Regions from separate parts of the Sus scrofa genome. Here region 2 is linked to region 1. The links are chromatin contacts, called in public HiChIP or PLAC-seq maps. All regions are on one chromosome and are shown on one strand. Each heading gives the region's core, a stretch centred on a gene start, on an enhancer-like site or on the middle of the called end of the contact. The rest is flanking DNA. Distances are from core to core; before and after follow the strand shown.

Evidence for each region. HiChIP or PLAC-seq counts read pairs in DNA pulled down with a chosen protein or histone mark.
Region 2: a contact with region 1 is called in an H3K27ac HiChIP or PLAC-seq map of alveolar macrophages. The contact joins the promoter of SNRPF here to the promoter of ELK3 in region 1. A contact is called at or near these places in 2 of 47 Hi-C or Micro-C datasets (embryonic fibroblasts and liver) and 1 of 2 datasets of contacts at active chromatin or transcription factors (alveolar macrophages).

The regions. Positions count from the first base shown.
Region 1 is chr5:87,353,733-87,358,853 of Sscrofa11.1, forward strand. ELK3 (ETS domain-containing protein Elk-3) reads right to left here and starts at 1,469. Exons shown (of 5, transcript XM_021092733.1): 1 at 1,376-1,469. It overlaps LOC110260790 (a long non-coding RNA gene), which reads right to left. Exons shown (of 4, transcript XR_002344245.1): 4 at 1,941-2,757.
Region 2 is chr5:87,621,536-87,626,473 of Sscrofa11.1, forward strand. It overlaps SNRPF (small nuclear ribonucleoprotein polypeptide F), which reads right to left and starts at 1,328. Exons shown (of 4, transcript NM_001190213.1): 1 at 1,202-1,328. The coding sequence starts at 1,204. LOC106510415 (a long non-coding RNA gene) reads right to left here. Exons shown (of 3, transcript XR_001308879.2): 3 at 4,621-4,938.

The DNA.
Region 1 (5,121 bases), core at 219-2,718:
GGGAAAAAGCAAGCAAGAAAAAAGACACCCCCCCCCACCCGCCACGAAACTTTGCAACTGTCCAAGCAACAGGCACGAACCCTACTACCTACCCAGATGTGGGGGAGCTTTCAAGATCCTTCTTCGGGGGAATTTCTAGGAGGAACCGGGCGAAAGCCCCCGAATTTCCATGCTGACAGGCGTCTGCAGACGGTCTGTGGCTCTTGTAATGAGATCCTGATTTTCCCCCCCTTTTTTTTTCTTTCTCTCGCTCCTCTTTTTTTTTTTTTTTTTTTTTTTTTCCTCTGGTGTGTGTGAGAGCAGGAAGTTGGAGCAGTCAGGCCGAGCCGGCTCACTTCCTTTACTGCATTATTCCCCAGGCGGTGTGCAGTCTGTGTAAACAGGCTTTTCCGCCCCGCGCCGCGCGCCCCGGCCGCGGCTGTGCGCCGGGGCTGGCCGCCGAGGCCCGCGCATACTCCGCCGCCCGGGGCCCCGCACCGCGCCCGCGCCCCCGCCCGCCGCGCCCCGCTTCCTGCTCGGCCACCCCCGGGGAGGAGCCTCCGGACCCCGTGCGACTCCGAGTGGCCGCGGCCCCTCCCCACCGGGGGGCGGGCAACTCGGCCAGAAACGCAGGGACGCTGCCCCCCGACGCGCCGGGGGGCTGACCTTGGGATAGGGCACCACCGGGGACCCCTCTGCTCCCCCGGAGTCCCCGCGCTGGGCCCCTGAGTGGGGGTCTTGCCCTGCCTGCCTGCCTGGTTGGCCTGGGCGGGGAGGCCCGAAGTGGGGAGGCCGCTAGACGGGCTGTTTTCTGTCCGCGGGGCCGGGAGAGTGGGGGGGCTAGGGCATCGGGAAAGGGGTCTGCTTGCTCTGGGCCGGGCGCCGCTTTGATCGTGGGTGGGGGCGTGATTGCTTAGGATGAGAAGATGTTGCCTGTGCAGCAAAGGAGGCACAGTTTTTGGCCGGGGATGGACAGAGTTCCTGTCTGGGATTTAAAAAAAAAAAAAAAAAAAAAAAAGCCAGCGCTCGGAGTAGGGGGCCCACTTTGGGGAAAAGGATGAGAAGCCATAAACTGGAAGCCACGATTCTCCAGGAAGAGCCCTTTCTGGCCGTTTGCTATGGCCTACTGCAGGCCCAAACTTTCCTGCCTGCTTAGGGGCTCCGGAGGCAAAGGGGCAGCCTCCGCCGGGCTAAGTGACTGAGGCTTCATCATCTCAAAATTGGACTCCACGCCGCGCTATCCGTCAAGGGCAGCCCACCCCCAAGGGCTCCGGGCCAGGCTCCGACCCGAGAGCTTGTCCACTGCCCTGAGGCTTAGAGGAGAGAGAAGGGTGAGGATGGAAGAGGCCCTCGCCCCCAGCCCCCTGCCCCCAGGCTCCCACCCCTGACTGCTCACCTCCTGGACCCCTCCATTTTCCGCTCCTTAGCAGCACAGACCAGCGCTTCTCAAACCTCAGCGCGCCCCAGCATCGCGGGGAGGGCTTGTTAAAACACCAGTTGCCTGGCCGCACCTTTGCGGGCCTGAGGCGGGAGGTCTGGGGTGGTTCTCAGCCCTGGCTAAACTTTAGAATCACCTGGGGAGGGCTTTGAAACCTCTTGATCACCACACACAGCCCAAACCAATTAAGTCAGATCCCTGGGGCAGGGAGGGGGCGTTGGTTTCAAAGGATGGCCTTTCCGAGTCCCTCCACTTGTTTGTTTGTTTCTTATTTTTGCAGCCCTTCTGAGGATGGTTGGCTTGGGACCATCTCACTATGACTAGCTGTGGAGGGTTGGATTTTACTCTCCTTAGGACCCCCAAGTGCCAGTCAGAACCCTGGGCTCAGGGGACCCTCGGGCTCCCAGCATTTGCTTGGGGCCGGTGTGGCTAGTTCACTGAGAGGTGGGACAAGGCCCAGCAGGCCTCTGAGAAGGGTGGGGAGACAGGAAGGGGGGGGGCGGAGGGCAAGGTGGGGAGGACAGAAGAAAGAGATGTTGGGAGGAGGAAAGCCCTTGATTGGCCACAGCTCATTTTCCACTTTAGCGATGATGGTTACAATGTAGCGGGCTTCCCCTGGCACCCAGGAGAGCTCACTGCATGTCCCTGTATGATGCAGCTGTGGACTGGGACAATGTCAACTTATTTTATTATCCTTCTGGAGGAGGAAAAAAAGTCTCCTACGCACAATTAAGAACACCTTGTTGCTTTATCTCAAAAGCACAGGGCAAGGCCAAGCCGAAGTATCCCTTAAACCCGTGGCGTTCATGCATTTTATTGTGTGTCCTCACAACAATACAGTATGTTGTGGAATCCTAATATGTGTGAGAGAGAAAAAGCATACATATTGTCATCAAGCTTTAATTAGTTTGCCGCAATGCCTCTTTGTCCAAGGCACTCCCGAAACACTTCTGGGCGGTTCTGGCATTTCCCAAACCAAAGGAAAACCTCTCGTTTTTCTGGTGTTTTCAGTTGTCCGCGCCACCAACAGCAAGCTCTTCATTGGAATGAGTAACTCAGAGCTGACACTGCTCTTCCTCAAGGCACAGGGAATAACGTACAGGTGCCCGGAGCTTCTGGACTTGGCACGCGCCAGCCACTGCCGTCTTGGCTCAGGCCGCTATGATAAACGCCTTAGACGGGGCGGCTTATACAGCAGCCGTTTCTTTGTCACCGTTCTGGAGTCTGGGAAGTCTAAGATGGAGATGCCAGCCAATTCGGTTTTTGGCGAGGGCCCTCTTCCGGGGCTTACAGATGACGCCTCTTACTGTGTCCCCACCTGGCCTTTCTCGATATGCTCCCTGGGAAGAGAGAGAGAGAGAGAGGAAGCAAGCTCTTTGGTGTCTCTTCTCGTAAAGGGCACTAATCCCATCATGGGAGCTCCACCCTCGTGACCTCAGCTAAACCTAATTACCTCCCAAAGGCCCAGCCTCTTAGTACCATCATATTGGGGGTTAGGGCTTCAGCACGAATTTAGGGGAGACGTTAACATTCAGTGCCTAACAATGGCTATTTGTTTTCCATGTTTTCCTTCTCACTGTCAAAAAGCAGCCAAGGAGGATGGCATTTAGTAGTATAGAATCCACAACCTTTTTTTTTGGCTCTTGTTTTAGGGCCGCACCTGCAGCATATGGAGGTTCCCAGGCTAGGGTCGAATCAGAGCTACAGCTGCCAGCCTAAACACAGTCACAGCAACGCTGGATCCTTAACCCACTGAGCCCGAAGCCAGGGATGGAACCACAGCCTCATGGATACTAGTCAGAGGCATTTCCACTGCACCACAACGGGAACTCCTCTCCAGACTCTTCTTTTTATGCTTTTGTTGTAAAACAGACAGGAGTTAGGATTGTATGGGGTGTGAGTAAAATTTCTTCCAGAACCCTATGGAGCAAGTGACAGGGCCATTCATTGCTGCTGGCCGAGAGAGAATGACACTCTCTCAGCTTTAATAAGAGCATCAGAGATCTGGAGTTCCCGCTATGGCACAGCAGGTTAGAGATTTGGCATTGTCTCTGCAGTGGCTCAGGTCACTGCAGAGGTGCAGGTTTGATTTCGGGCCTGGCACAGTGGGTTAAAGGATCCAGCATTGCTGCAGCTGTGGCTCGGATTTGATCCCTTGCTGGGAACTTCCGTATGCGAAGGGTGCGACCAAAATAAAAAATAAATTAACTTAAAAAGTAAAGATCCGCAGAGCTTTTACCAGAGACTGAGTCAGTCAGTGTGTTGGAGTGTGGCTGGGGCAGGGTGGAGGAGGGTCAGCCCAACCAAACCCTAAGGACAAAGAGTGGAGGGGGGGCTGAGTCTCCAGAAGAAAACCCAAACACGGCTTCCAAAAGTGTATTAGTCAGATTTTGCTGGGAAGATACCATGTAACAAACAGCCCCAGCCCTCTGGTTCACCACAACAACAGTTGGCAGGGTTTAGTTCTGCTTCATATGTTTTTCTCATTTGGGGACCCAGCCTGAAGGAATGGGTTTAACATGGGACACATGGCTTTCTAGAAGGATGGAGCTCAAGAGACATGAATGGAGACACATGACGCCTTTTAAAAACCTCTGCTTAGGACTGGGACACCCTCATGTTCACTTACAATCCCCTGGGAAAAGTAATCAAATGACCAAGTCTAAAGTCAGTGGGACAGGAATAAGGACAGGGAGAGAAGAAGGAAGACTTCTGAACAAATAACACAATCTACCAAAGAGAAAATGGATGCTGGGTACACAAAACAACACATCTTTTGGGTCCCTCATGATGTAATATTCCACAATGTAGGACAGAGTTTAAAAAAAAAAAAAAAAGGATAAGGACGTATAATTAAGGCAGGAGAAAAGAGTTTTAAAATATACCAAACTAAAATGTTCTAGAACATAGCCGAACAACTAATATGTGAAACTTATGAATTGATGAATTTGGGGGGTTGGGGGAGGAGCTGGGACTAGACGGCCAAAGCCTGATGGAAAGACACTTGCTCAGGGAGCAAGTGTATGTTTGGAATCAGGAATGTGGGGCTCCAGTGCCATGCTGACTTGGTCTAGCTCTGTGTCTGTGACTAAGTCACTCACCCTCTCTGAGCCTTCATGAACATCTTGTTTTTGTTTTAACTGATTTTTACAGTGAATGCCAGCTGTACATTAAAGCATGTGTCATGGACTAGGATTCAAAACTTTCACGAGGAGTTCCCGTCGTGGCTCAGCAGTTAACGAATCTAACTAGCATCCATGAGGACGCAGGTTTGATCCCTGGCCTTGCTCAGTGGGTTAAGGATCCTGAATTGCCAGGAACTGTGGTGTAGGTCACAGAGGCAGCTTGGATCCCGCGTTACTGTGGCTGTGGTGCAGGCCGGCAGCAGCAGCTCCGATTTGATCCCTAGCCTGGGAACCTCCATATGCCTTGGGTGTGGCCCTAAAAAAAAGAAAGAAAGAAAGAAAAGAAAAAAAACTTTCGTGAACCTCATTAGAAGGAGTACTTTAAAAATTTTTACAGCCTTACAGGCAGAGCCCCCCTCAGGAGTTTACGCTCTTCCTTTTGCATTGTCAGAGGTCCTTCGGGGGACATTCGAGAAGACTTGATTTGCCCCATCCATGGCCAGGGGTTGGCAGACTGCAGCCTATAGGGTGCAATGCCTGTCTCTAGATGACTTTTGAGGTAAGACTTAACCTTTTCTC
Region 2 (4,938 bases), core at 78-2,577, 270 kb after region 1:
TCTCACTATGAAAAGGTAGGCCTGGATCTTATTTGACTTAGCAGTGACTCCTACATATAGGCAATCAATCACTTAATGTTTGTTTATTCAGCAAATGCAACAGTATCTCCAACGAATTCAGACTTTTCCCCCTTCCTTCATCTGTTGGCCCATCCACCCAAAGAGAGAAAAGAACCAAGAAACTTGGCTACTAAACCCCTCTAGGATAAGCATACTCAGAGTGATCTCAAATAGTTCTATGGTCTTCACTCTTTTCTTTCTCCAATTTATTAGCCACACGGCAAGTATTTTTTATCACATCATATCTCTACCTAAAATGTTTTGATGGCTTTCCAAAGTAGACCCGGGAGTAGAACTCAGACCTCCTAAAACTGCCTAATACTTGCCCAACACTCCATCCTAGCAAGCAGCTGTGGCTTTCTCTCAATTCCTCCAACTGGTCAGGCTTTCTTTCGAGGCTCAGAGTCTATGCTCATGTTTCCTGAGCTTGGTGTATACACTCTTCCGCCTCTTTAAGGGTGTGTATTTCATATCGTTTAAGTTTCAGGTTAAATCCCTTCTCCCAAAGATGCCATCCTTAAACACTTCTAACGTAGCATGGTACCCCCTCATAGCATCCTGTGTGCTTCCTCCTTAGCACTAACTTTATTTGAAATTATGTATTTGTCGTTATTTGATCAATGTCTCTCTCTCTCTCACACCGACTTAAACTGGAGCAGGGGCCACACCAGTACTTCTCGCCCTATAGTCCTAGTTCCTAGAACACACCTGACAGGTAGCAGGAGCTCAGTAAAAATTTGCTAAGAGAACAAATGAATGCTCAAAGCTCGGGCTCAGTATTCCAAAGGGCTGCAGGGCTTCCCAGCATCACCAGACAAAAGCGGATTTTGGAGTGCTGTAAGCTGTACGTGAAAAACCGCTTCATCTTTACTCCAACTCTGTGGTCCCAGGCAGCAAGAGCAGCTCAGGCTCAGATTCAAACGAAGAAGAGGGGGAAGGGGACATTCCTAGGGAGGGGAAGGAGGGCGTGCGTCAGACACCCAGAACTGGCAGAAAGGGGCTGGCCACAGGCTGCGCGGGGCCTCACGCGGATGAATGGGAAACGCGCGAAGGCCCGGCGAAGCTGGTCACCCGCCCTCCCGCCCTCTCTCTCTCTCTCTCTCCCCCACACGGGCGACTCTGACCTTCTCTTTCTCCTTACCATCGCGACTACTGCTGCTGTAGTGGGCAGATGCTGCAGACTACCCGCCGCCGACTCAGCGCCGTCCGGCCCTCGTGGACTGGAGTTGGCTACAGCAACTTCCCAGCCACCAAGCTTCCAGAGAAATGGCCGCCAAATAGCAGCGTGACCTTTCCCCTCCGACTACGGCTCTTCCGGCTTCTGTGATTGGATGCAAAAAGATGCGTGCTGATTGGCGGAAGTGACTGGGGCCTGTCTCCTGGCAACCAGCAGGCTCGAGTTTCCGAGCGCCTTCCCGGCGGGGGCAGGAAATAGGAAACCTTCAGCAGCATGGGTCTGATACCTGCGGCACTGCAAAGGCAGAGAGGTGGCTCGAGTTGCCTGTTTGCTCGCCTGCCTCGAGGGTTTGCTGTCTGTCCTGCAGAATGGACGTGATTTCTCGCCAACTTGGCTGGTGGAGTTTCCTTTGGCTTTGCACACCTGGGAAAACGAGCTCGGGGCTCTCAAGTTTCTTCTTCATTTTCCCACAGATCCTGAGCCATGGGGACTCCTCTGCCACAGTCCCGTTCTACCTGATGGCTCTCTATTCTGTAGTGCTCATTTCACCCCATCTCAGAGGAAGTGGAAGAAGCAAGACTAGATAGACTTAAGGAGGTGAAACGCACCGGAAGAAAGTCAACTGCAGAATATTTTTCAGATGAGGTCAGACAGAGACTAAAATACGGTGTGGTGGCCTCCCGGTCCACCTGTTTCTTGTGCTTTGCGAGCAGAGGCCCACTACAGTCCTCATACTGGATTTATTTTTTTCAAATATATATATATCTAAAACATTTTGGATATAAATTTATATACATGTAATATATATTATAAATAAATTGCATATAAATTCAGTATAGCTGAATTACAACATTGTGCCAGTTTCTGTTGTACAGCAAAATGACACAATCATACACATATATACATTCTTTTAAAAAAATTTTTTTTTCTTTTTTGTTTTTTGTTTTTGCAGCCCTAAGGAGTTGAATTTGAAATTGAAATTTATGGAGTTCCCGTCGTGGCTCAGTGGTTAACAAATCCGACTAGGAACCATGAGGTTGCGGGTTCTATCCCTGGCCTTGCTCAGCGGGTTAAGGAGGTTAAGGGTCCGGCGTTGCCGTGAGCTGTGGTGTAGGTCACAATCCGGCTGCGATCCTACATTGCTGTGGCTGTGGTGTAGGCCGGTAGCAATAGCTCGGATTAGACCCCTAGCCTGGGAACCTCCATATGCTACGGCAGCGGCCCTTGAAAAGACAAAAAGACAAATAAGAAGAAAGAAGAAAAAATTGAGATTTAAATGTTGCGGTATTGTGGAGTAGTGGCTAAGACTTTAGAGGCAGTCTGAGTTTAGAACGTCTATCACGTGGGAATGGTATTGGGCAGTTTCTTAACTCCCGAAGGCGTTTGCTTCCTCAGTTTCATGTGGCTTTAAAAACAGTTCTATCTGCAAGGCTGTGAGATAGTAATTAATGTGAAAGAGGCTGGAACTATCCTTGGCTATGTAAGGGTTTGGTAGATCTTAATTTTACTTTAATGGTGTCCATCTAAATGATAAAGAACACCAGGAAAGCGCAGTAATTTTGCTCTAGTGTCGTTTATGCCAAACAGTTGAAATTATTTAAGCCAAAATTCAGTGGATTTTCTCCTTAGTCCTTTGGTCATTTAACGAATATTTAGCCTTTGTACAGGCTTTGATTTCTTCCGCTATGCCAGGCTTCTTCACAATTGTTATGGAAATCGTACCACAAAGTCTATGATTTGGTGGTTATAGCTCCATTTTAGAGATAAGGAAATAGGCTCATCAGGTAGCTAACTTGCTCAGCACCACACAGCTGGGTTACAACCTGAAAAACTGCTTTTTTAACTTAATAATTAAGTTACCTTTTAAAAGCTCAATATATACTTCAGAACTCTGATTTTTTTTTCTGTTTTCTCAGCAAAGTGAAACAAAATATGGCTGTAATCTTTGAAAAGATAGTTGGGTTTAAAGTTGTTTTTTTTCTCCTTTTGTAGTCTTAATCTTATTAGAAAACAAAGTGGATATAAGGTCATTGACATTTTTCTAATCATAAATGCTACACATATATTTTGTGAGAATTTGGAAAATATATAATTTCTAAAAAAATCACTGGTATCACCAATCGCAGAAACAACTATTAACTTTTGGGGTATACTATTTATTGTAACACAGGCACTTGCAGTTTTTTTTTTCTTTTTTGGCTGCACTCACGTCATATGAAAGTTTGAGGGCCAGAGACCTAATCTGAGCTGCAGCTGCAGTAATGCCAGATTCTCAACCCTCTGCATCACAGCAGGAACGCTGCACTTTTTTATTTCCAAGATGTCGACATAGCTTTTTAACTTGTTTTCTTCACTTTATGTTGAGCAGGTTGTCATATAATTAAAAATTCTTCTAAAATGTAGTTTAATGTCTCCATATTATGCATTCTATACTCTGCATTATGCACATGTGGTAATTTATTATCAGTTATTAATGAGGGTGAACATTTTGCTAAGGTCTGAGTTACACTACTACTCAGCATGTAAGCCCAAAATTCCAGGGTAAACATACATCTAAAAGGCAATTTATTAAATGACCACGAAATATTTATTGAGGTGAATATAATGGACATGTAAATTTTGCCCTTGTGGAATTTGAAAACTTCTTTGAGAAGAAGGGACCCAATACATATTCAGTGTCTGTCATGTTATGCTAGGATAGTTCATGTAATTTATATCTTATTCAAATGCTACAGCTCTTCAAGGGAGGTATTATTAGCCCCATTTAAGAAATGAGGAGATGGATTTAGAGACGTATTTTTGCTGAAGGCCATGTGTACGGTGAGATGTCTCCAAAGCTTAAGATTTTTTTCCTTTACATAATGCTGCCTCTCCTCAAAATAAACAAATACATAGAAATAGAAATGCAAGATGAAAGGGGATAGTTTAGAAAGTTACTTTTGAAATTGATGAGCTCTTCCTTTTATTTTCTTTATTCTCATAATCTCAACATTTTTCTCTGTGATTATGGTCAGAATCAGTTATGGCCAGAGTAGATTTAAAGGAGGCAAGATTTGAATCCCTTTGTCTGGTAGAAGCTTTATGCATATTATATCAAAACTGGGAGATGTGGTATTTTGTCTAATGAAAAAAATTAAGACTCAAAATACCTTTTTTTTTTTTTTTTTTTTTTTGCTTTTTAGGGCCACACCTGCAGCATATGGAAGTTCCCAGGCTAGGGGCTGAATCGGAACTGTAGCCACCGGCCTATGCTACAGCCATAGCCACAGCCACAGCCACACAACATCTGTGACCTGTACCACAGCTCATGGCAACACCAGATCCTTAACCCACTGAGTGAGGCCAGGGATCAAACCAGCATCCTTATGGATACTAGTCGGGTTCATAACCTGTTGCCTGCTGAGCCACAACGGGAACTCCCAAGACAAAATCTCTTAACTTCCTCAATCATACAGCCACTAAACCTAAGTTAGAATCCAAGTCTCTCTGGTGGTTTGAACTCACATTCTTTCTGCCATTTTAGAGAGAGACTCATACCTCATAGGATACCTGGTATTGCAATTATGAGCCAAGTGTACTCCAGTTCTTAAGTTGGCATTGATGAATCGTTAGATTTTTAACTTAGGACAGAACCCTAGAGATACCCAGACTAAACCTCTAATTTTGTAGATGATGACAGCATGGTCATACCATGAATTAGA